Linked DNA regions of Mus musculus: region 2 is linked to region 1. Evidence: chromatin contacts called from public promoter capture Hi-C data. All regions are on one chromosome and are shown on one strand. Each heading gives the region's core, a stretch centred on a gene start, on an enhancer-like site or on the middle of the called end of the contact. The rest is flanking DNA. Distances are from core to core; before and after follow the strand shown. Region 1 holds the start of 2510039O18Rik (RIKEN cDNA 2510039O18 gene). Region 2 holds the start of Masp2 (mannan-binding lectin serine peptidase 2).

Evidence for each region. Promoter capture Hi-C pulls out the DNA fragments that hold promoters and counts their contacts.
Region 2: a promoter capture Hi-C map of pre-B cells shows a contact between it and region 1. The contact joins the promoter of Masp2 here to the promoter of 2510039O18Rik in region 1. A contact is called at or near these places in 2 of 39 promoter capture datasets (the C10 cell line and pre-B cells), 1 of 15 datasets of contacts at CTCF or cohesin (embryonic stem cells), 2 of 484 Hi-C or Micro-C datasets (B cells and embryonic stem cells), 2 of 115 datasets of contacts at active chromatin or transcription factors (embryonic stem cells and pancreatic cancer cells) and 2 of 9 other capture datasets (embryonic stem cells and liver).

The regions. Positions count from the first base shown.
Region 1 is chr4:147,938,709-147,943,141 of GRCm38.p6, forward strand. 2510039O18Rik (RIKEN cDNA 2510039O18 gene) reads left to right here and starts at 2,187. Exons shown (of 3, transcript NM_029841.3): 1 at 2,187-3,349. The coding sequence starts at 2,317.
Region 2 is chr4:148,599,653-148,604,621 of GRCm38.p6, forward strand. It overlaps Masp2 (mannan-binding lectin serine peptidase 2), which reads left to right and starts at 2,892. Exons shown (of 11, transcript NM_001003893.2): 1 at 2,892-2,938; 2 at 3,016-3,244; 3 at 3,340-3,517; 4 at 4,035-4,166. The coding sequence starts at 2,934.

The DNA of each region.
Region 1 (4,433 bases), core at 937-3,436:
AAACTGCCTGACCTTTCAAGAGGAAGAATTCACTCTTGTGAAGCCTGGCCTTACTCTTTTGGAACCTGTTTCCTGTTTGTTTCATCAAATTGCTAGAACTTGAGCCCAATCCAAGCTTCGTGTAGGGTGGCCTGTTTCTTTAAGCAAGAGGTGGTGGCTGCTGCCCAGATGTTGCCTCTAGTATTTCTAGTACGTGCTCCACGTGCAATGGACTGTTAAAGGCACAGGACTCCAATTTAATAGGAAACTGCTGGACAACTTCAGGATGGGAAGTTGTCCACACACAAACATGCATGCGGTTTCCTCCTGTCATCCATTAAAAAGTGGAGCTGGAGAGATGGTTCAGCAGTTAAGAGACTGGCAACTCACACGTGCCTGTAACTCCAGGGATCCCATACCATCTTCTGATTTGGACATACAACAATGTGCACATAGAGGCGTCAGCTCTCTCCTTCTACCACATAGGTCCTAGGTACAGAACTTAGGTCATCACACTTGCTGGCGAATGCTTTTACCTGCTGAGCCATCTTGCCATTAGATTTTTATTTTAACTTTAAGGTTCTGGGAAATCACTAGTGCTAGAGGAATATTCTGTTCTGAGCTAATAGTCTGCTAAAAAAAAAAGTGTGGTTGTTTTAGTTTGTTTTGAAATATGGTCTCACTGTGTAGACAGGCTAGCCTTGAACTTAGTAAAATCTACCTGCCCCTGCCTCTTGAAGAGTCAGATTAAAGATATGTGTACAACAACTGGCTAAAATGTGCTACTGAGCTCTGGGGTGTTTGTTTGCTTGCTTGCTTGCTTTAGTTTTTCTTTTTCTTTCTTTTTTTTTACACTGTAGCTGTCTTCAGACATTCCAGGAAACGGCATCAGATTTCATTACGGATCCCACCATGTGGTTGCTGGGATTTGAACTCAGGACCTTTGGAAGAGCAGTCGGTGCTCTTAACCGCTGAGCCATCTCACCAGCCCACTTTAGTTTTTCAAGACAGGGTTTCTCTGTGTAGTCCTGGCTGTCCTGGAACTCTGTAGACCAGGCTGGTCTCCAACTCCGAGAATTACCTGCCCTGCCTCTTAAATGCTAAGACTAACAGCATGTGCCACCACTGCTGGGCTCTTAGCATTCATTTTTGTGTGAAAATAAAAATGGGTAAAAAGCTGGACAAATGCCTTTGATTCTAGGGACTGGGGATGCTGAGAAAGGATCTTTTGGGCCTAGGAATTGTTTGAAGTCCAGTCTGGACAACAAAGGAAAGATTCTGTCTCAAAGATAAATAAAAATAAAAATCAAATCAAAACAGGACGAGCATTCTTCCAATGCGACACTGGCTTGCCACCTCAGCATACAGTTTTCTGTCTGCCTACAACCCACTAGAAGCCACCTTAAGTGACCGTTCAATTGTCAACTGTGAATTTGCAACAGCCCGTCTGGCTCTGGATTGCCCAGAATCCAAAGTGAAAACAATCGCCCACTGTCTACCTAGAATTCAAAGTGGAAACAACCACCCCACTGTCTGCTCCAGTGCTCCCAATGAATTCCGCCCCCCTCGCCCTTCCCCCCATATGGATGCTCCGGGTCTTGTCAAAGTATGAGATCTTAATGTTTCGCGTTATTTAATGAGTTAAAACTCAAGATTGACATCAAGAAAACTACTTGCTGTGTTCAAGAAACAGGCTGGATTTATGTCCCACTCTGGTGTACTCGCAGCCAGGCAGGTTTGAAACGCTGCCAACAAAATATTTCCTAGGAAATAATTTTTCAGTGGCTACCCTTCCTCCTCCTCTTCCTTCCCTCCTCCCTCCACTTCATTCCTCCCTGTCTCCTTCCCTTCTTTCTTTCCTTCCATTTACCCCCATGTCTTTTCTTCATTCAGTTAAATATAGTTTACAGAAACAGTACGTTCTTATTTTTTAACTTTAGGGCTGTTGAAACCATCAGCAGCAAACGAGGCGCAGCACATGTTGGGTTTGGCTTGCTCTCTGACTTTCTTTTCTTGCTCTCTTTTTTCCAACAAGCCGTTTGGACTCCTGCCCACACTCTTCCCTTCCCCACCCCGCCCCTCAGTCCAGGCCCCGCCCCCAAGGAGACCCCGCCCCCTCTCCAAATCCCGCCCCTGGCCGCTTTTCCACCTTGTCGCAAAAGACTCAGCGACGCCTTACGGCCGGTGGCGTTTGACGTCTAGGAGGCAACCAAGAAGAAGGAGGAAGCGGTGAAGGTGTCTGCTGGGGTGGCTGCGGCGGGCGTTGAGGAGGGCGCGGCGACGCGGCCCGGGGAGTGAGCGGCGGCGGCCGGGCGGGCAGGTTGGGCGGCGGGCCCGATGTGGCTGCAGCAGCGCCTGAAGGGGCTGCCGGGGCTGCTGTCGAGCAGCTGGGCCCGCCGCCTCCTCTGCCTGCTCGGCCTCTTGGTGCTGCTCCTGTGGTTCGCGAGCTCCGGGGCGCGGCGGGCGGCGGGCGGCCTGCACCTGCCGTCCTGGGCCCGCAGCGAGCCGGGCGCCGCCGAGCCGTCTGCCTGTCTGGAGGCGGCCACCCGCGCGTGGCGCGGCCTGCGTGATCGCGGCGAGGCGGTGCCGCTTGGCCCCGGGGTGCCAGCCCTGGTGGCCAACGGCTTCCTGGCTCTGGACGCCTCCAACAACCGGCTGTGGGTGACGCCCGGAGAGCGGGAGCCTGCCGTGACGCCGGACTTCGTGCCCTTCGTGCAGCTACGCCCGCTGAATGTGGTGGCCGAGGCTGGAGAGGCGGTGCTGCTTCTGCGGGAGGGCCTGCTGCGCCGAGTGCGCTGCCTGCAGCTGGGGACCCCGGGCTCGGGCCCTGCCGCTGGTGTCCCCGGGCCCGCCTCGGCCTCCGGGCTCTCCGCGGGGTCGGGCCGGGACTGCGTGCTACTGCAGGAGGACTTCCTGGCGCACCGAGGCCGACCCCACGTCTATCTGCAGCGCATCCAGCTCAACAATCCCACGGAGCGCGTGGCCGCGTTGCAGACTGTGGGGCCCACCGCAGGCCCAGTCCCCAAATCCTTCACCAGCACCCTGGAGAAGGTCGGAGATCACCAGTTTCTCCTCTACTCGGGCCGGTCCACACCCCTTCCATCGGGGCTGGTGCACTTGGTCGTGGTGACCTCTAAGAAGTTAGTGAACAGGCTCCAGGTGGCTCCCAAGACACAGCTGGACGAGACGGTGCTGTGGGTGGTGCACATCTCTGGTCCCATCCACCCCCAGGTGCTCAAAAGCAAAGGAGCCAAGGAGCTCAAGGCGCTGCAGGACTTAGCACGGAAGGAGATGCTGGAGCTGTTGGAGATGCCCGCCTCGGAGCTGCTTCAGGATCACCAGTACCTCTGGGCCCAGCTCTTCAGTCCCGGTGAGGCCTCGTTGCGGGCTTGGTGCCCAGCCACCACTTGACGTCCGTGTGCATACTGTCCACTTTAGTGGTGTCCCCCCATGCTCGGTGGTGGTCACACAGAGGGTTGCAACTTGGCCTTGATGTTCAACGGTTGGCTCTTCTTAAACACTTTGAAGCTATATGATCTTGGCTCTGTGGTCTTAGCTTTTTGAGCCATAACAGTAAGTTTTATAAGGTTTTAGTGGAGGTTTGAGTGTACACGTTCAGTTTTATTGTCTGTTCTTGGCCTTGAGGCCTGACCTGAGCTGGTGGAGGGGTTTGGTTTGTGAGGGGGAGAGAGTCAGTTTGTAAAGAAGAAACCATCAGGGAGATGCAGAGGCACTCTGTTTTGGCCACCGGAACTTGTTTCTGTCTGACTTCAGCTTCTGACATTTGAGACTAAGATTCACCTTGCCACTGTAGTGGCAGTGCTAATTAATGCCAGAATGCTGGAGACTTCCTCCAGTGCGTGAATGTGCAGGCAAAGCGAAAACTTTCTTAAAAAAAACAACAGCAAAAAACAAAAACCTCTTATTTATTCTTTGGAAATGAAAACCTTTCCTGTCAACTGTTTAAGAAAAGAAATACAATCCACAGTCAGTACTGAGTTTTGGTTTTCAGGGTTACAGTTACCATCACTCCCCTATGGTTGTGCAGAGAGAGTTTTGTTCAGTCAAGAGGTATCTCCCTGGCGGGGCAGTGGTGCCTTACGCCTTTAATCTCAGCACTTGGGAGGCAGAGGCAGTTGGAACACTGTCTCAAAAACAAAAAACAAAAAAAAAAAGTAGCTGTAGACCAGGCTGGCCTCAAACTCAGAAATCCACCTGCTTCTGCCTCCCAAGTGCTGGGTTTAAAGGCGTGCGCCACCACTGCCCGGCTGGCAAGCAAGTTTTATCCACGAAGTGCTTGCTTTAGTCTGGTTTGGGAGAAGACAGGAACATGAACATTTTAAGAGGGACAACTCTGGAAAGCTCTGTGAAGAACCTGGATTGTGTAGTACTGGCAAGGGTATGGGGTGGGAGGGCCACCCCTCTGCTCCCTGGTATAGAGACACTCAGTTAGG
Region 2 (4,969 bases), core at 1,642-4,141, 660 kb after region 1:
ATGCGTTTACCAGATGTGCACCACAAAGGCCGGGGGTAGGGGGGTGGATTTGAAACACGGGGTTGGCGTGGTAGCAACTGCCATCTCCACGAGATGTATGTAATGGAATGTATGTAATGGAATCCGATCTGATGTGTCTGAAGACAGTGACAGTGTACTCACATTAAATAAATAAATAAATAAATAAATAAATAAATAAATAAATAAATAAATGACAGTGTACTCACATTAAATAAATAAATAAATAAACAAACAAACAAACAAAACCAGTCCGGCCATTGCCCGCCAGTACACGGCCGACCAGACCAGGCTGCCAGGGCAGAGGCACAACCACTGGAGCCTGCTGGTTCTACATTCGTTGTTTTTAATTTCCCGAAACATGTCTGTATACTTGTGCTCAGAAGAGGGTGTCAGATCTCCTGAACTGAAGTTAGTTTGTTAGTGGCTGTGTGGGTGCTGGGGCTGGAACCTGGGTCCTTTGCAGGGGCAGCCAGTGCTCTTGGCTGCTGCACTTTAATTTTTTTCCTTTCACACCTTCGTTCACATGTATAATGTGCTTGACCACAGCTACCCGGTGTCCTCTTGTCTGTCCTTCCTCTCCAACAGGCACCTTAGACTTTCCAGTCTTGGGTGGGGTGTGTGTCCATCTGTCCATCCTTTTGTCTGTCCCAGTCTCACTGCACTTAATGTTGTTTATACGAGCATGTGTGAAGAGTTAGTTACTTGAGCAAGGACAACTATTGTGACTGTCCTGTTTTGTGGCATTTAGCTGTGAAAGGGCCATCCCAGCTAGGGTTGTTGACTGTCTACCCCCCTCCCCCAATGCAGGGGTGGGGAGAGTCACAAGACCCTCACCTGATCCAACTGATCCCTAAGTGGAGGTGGCCTTGGGGAGGGGCTAGAGTATACAGGCCGCGGAAGACTAGGGAAGAGAGCTGTCATCTCTGCTGGGTAAAGGCTTTCCACACACAGCTTCTTGGGGTGAAGCAGCCACACCCTTGCCAGTAACCTTCAACTATGAACCTAATAGGTCGTTAGTTCCCCAAGTGAACTTTAGTGGAACCTTGGCCTTTGGACCTCAGGAGAGGTCCAGTCTCCCCACTGGAAAGGAGCTTTAGCAAGAGTAACTGCCCACACATACCCATGGTGTGAGAACAAGAGGATGGCCCATTCCTCCAGAACTGCTGACCCCCTGAGAGTCTCCTTCCCCTCTTGACAGGAAATGCCTGTAAGCCTCAGTGCACGGATTGTACAGGCCCGGTCTCCCCAGCTCCTCACCAGAAGGGAGAAGTCCATCAAGGGCAGGGCAATGCCAGCGTGTCCCTGAAGACAAAGTGGCTGCAGCTCACTTGGGAGACTCTCCCTGAGCCATGAGCATAACCATCTTGGGAGGGGAGAAGCTATTCTGAAGGGGCATTGTGCCCTTCTTTTGACCCAACAATTGAAATAATGGATGCCAAGGCATTAGAACCATCCAGGTATCCTCTGCTGGGGGAAGGCCTCAGCCTAGCGCCTGCCCAAGGAGGAACTTGTCTGCCAGGAATCCATTCCACACAGTTCTGATGGTTCCCGTTCACCTGACAGCTGAGACAGTGGTGGTGGGACCACATTTTGAGCAGTATTGCTTATGTACACAAACCTCTTGATCTCCAGTTAAATCCAAACCCGGGTCAGGACTCTGAAGAGCTCACTAGACCTCTGCTCTTCCCAATGTGGCCACATTGAATAAATCCTTTTTCTCTGCTTTTCACTATTAAGTTGTCTGTATAATTGGCCTATTGAAGACTGGTAGCCGAGACTAACTGTTTTGAGTTCTGACCCTAACAATTTTGGTATAATGAAAAAACAAAAAACAAAAAAAACAGCCCAAAATGTTTATTTTTTGATTTGAGACAGGTTTTTGTGTAGCCCTGGCTGCCCTGGAATTCATCTGTAGACCAGGCTGGTCTGGAACTCAGAAATCTGCCTGCCTCTGCCTCACAAGTGCTGGGATCAAAAGTGTGCACCGCCCACCCCCACCCCTGCCCCGAGATTTCTTTGGCGAGCTGACTCAGCTGTTAGCACTAGCTGCTCTCCCTGGGTTCTCAAGTTCAATTCCCAGTACTTGGTCCCCAGCTGCCTATAACTCCAACTTCAGGAGAGCCAGCGCTCTCTTCTGGGCTCTAAAAGCATTGAACATACATGGCTCAGCACTCAGACAGACAGACAGACAGACACCTAAACAACTGCTGTCCTTGCGGGCCTCCACAGTCCAGTCCAAGTTCAAGCCAAGCCTCCCCATTTCTCAATTTTTACTTATGTAATTGCTGGGATAAAGGTTCCCTCCCTGCAGGGCTCCAGAGCCACAGGCAGGAGAACTAGACAAGTCTGAGGCTAGTCTGGTCTCCACCGTTCAAAGCCAGTCAGGGCTAAATGGAAAGACCCTGTTTTCAAATGAGTCATGTTATCTCCAAATGAGCACCGGTGCCAGGAACCCCAGCTTCTAATTCTGCTTTGGGCTTAGAAGTCACCTGCAAGACATTCCTCCTGCCTGCATCCACCATTCATGGTCCCAAGTGTAGCCAAAGTTTATCTTATGCCTGTTCCGTATCCTTTTGTTCATGAGTTTCCTCAAATTATTCTTTTTTCGCCTCTCCCTGAGTTGGGGGTGGGGGTGGGATCTTAGGCTGTCCACGTCGTCACTGAGACTCTCGCCCACCAGACCTTCCTGGTCCCACTAGGAAGGAAGTGCAGATGGTGGGTGAGAGTAGAATTTTTTTTTACTACCAGGCTGGCTCTCAGAGCCACCGAACCGAACCTTCCTGCCTGGAAGGGAGGCAGGCAGGAGCCATGGGTAGATTCCCAGAATCCTTGGTTTGTGGAGGTGGGGCCTGGTGCTGGACAAACAGATCAAAGGTGATAGGCGCTGGACCTGCAGAGCTAGGTGGCACACCATGAGGTGGGTGGGCGACCCATAGCTTCTGGGGAAGCTGAATGAGTTAGGCCTGGACCCTCATGTCACTCCCCTGCCCACAGGCTACTCATCTTCCTGGGTCTGCTGTGGAGTTTGGTGGCCACACTTCTGGGTTCAAAGTGGCCTGAACCTGTATTCGGGCGCCTGGTGTCCCCTGGCTTCCCAGAGAAGTATGCTGACCATCAAGATCGATCCTGGACACTGACTGCACCCCCTGGCTACCGCCTGCGCCTCTACTTCACCCACTTTGACCTGGAACTCTCTTACCGCTGCGAGTATGACTTTGTCAAGGTATCTGACGGGGTGCTCGGCTGGGGCCTTCTTATGAGGTACAGCAAAGGCTGGGCCTGGTTCTAACCTCCCTCCCTTGACCCCTGACTCCACAGTTGAGCTCAGGGACCAAGGTGCTGGCCACACTGTGTGGGCAGGAGAGTACAGACACTGAGCAGGCACCTGGCAATGACACCTTCTACTCACTGGGTCCCAGCCTAAAGGTCACCTTCCACTCCGACTACTCCAATGAGAAGCCGTTCACAGGGTTTGAGGCCTTCTATGCAGCGGAGGGTGAGCAGTGGTGGGCTCAGGCAGCCCAGATGCAGCTGGGTGGCTGCCTTGTCTTAGCCCCGTCCCCATCTTTGGGTGTCTTGCTTCCCACCTCTCCTTTGGGCTCTGGATTCAGGTCAAACCAACAGGAAAGGCGGGTGGGTTCTGCTGTCACGTGCCACGTGAATGCAGGAACGCAGAGCAGCCATCGGGTTACAAAGGGCTTGCACAGGCTGAAGCCTTCCACTTGACTGTATTCTTTGGTCCCTGAAGGAGAGAGACTGTGTGACCTCAGGCAAGTGGCTCAACCTCTCTGCTCAGAAAGCTTCTACCCGGTTGCCACTGGATTGATGATGGCTCTTCCCTCCTCTGCCCGGGTGACTTAACCTGCCACTGGTTTAGCAACGGTGCTACTTGCAACTCTGGGCCCAGGCCCAGGCGAAGCAACAGGCCTCCTATCAAGTGGGTCAGGGCCACCAAAGCCTGAGCTCTCTGTTCCATCTCTTTCCCTCCTGTCTGCCTGGCCTCTCTCCTTTAGATGTGGATGAATGCAGAGTGTCTCTGGGAGACTCAGTCCCTTGTGACCATTATTGCCACAACTACTTGGGCGGCTACTATTGCTCCTGCAGAGCGGGCTACGTTCTCCACCAGAACAAGCACACGTGCTCAGGTGAGGGGGTAGGGGCATCCCATCTACACCAGGTTATTCCAGCTACCAAAGCAGGAGTTGTTCTGCCCAGGGAGCTGGGCTCTTCTGCTTCCTCCAACACTATTAGCATGTCTAACTCCTCCCACTTTCCCTCCCTCCAATGGTGTACTTTGATCCCGCCCCTACTCTTGGAACCCCTAGTTCCATCAGCCAATTGTCTCTGCCTTCTGGGTGCTTCCTAGGTGGGCTTGGTATCTCTGGATAAGCCGGGCACACCTTAAGCTTCCAGTGTCTACCATAGGACCTCAAAGTAGAGGAGTGTAGGCAGGCTCAGAGCCATGGCTCCCGACCCCAGTGGGTGAACCTTTGGCCTCCTCTACCCTGTCTCTTGATCCTTTGCCCTAGCCCTTCTCTCCTCAGCCTTCCTGATGCTCCCCCACCCCCCATTTCTCTTCCAGAGCAGAGCCTCTAAACCTCCCTCAGCAACAGCCCGCCCACCCCAGTGAGTCAGATACCAGTCAGTACATGCCCACACGATGCTGCTCTGTCAGGCTGGAATGACTGCCAGCTACAGCACCCATTCACCTTAACCATGACAATAATAAACCTGCCTCCGTTTCCACTGTGGCTGTGTGTCTCTTGCCGGGGTTGGGGTGACGGGTTTGGAGGGCAGTAGAGTAACCTCAGTCCCTTCATCTTAGCCCTCCTCCTTGTCAGGAACTCCCTGAGCGCACACACCACACGGAGATCCTCTCACCTCTACTGGGTTCCCTGGGGCTGATCTTAGGACATTTTAGCTAGTTCTTATTTATAGGTCAATGCAG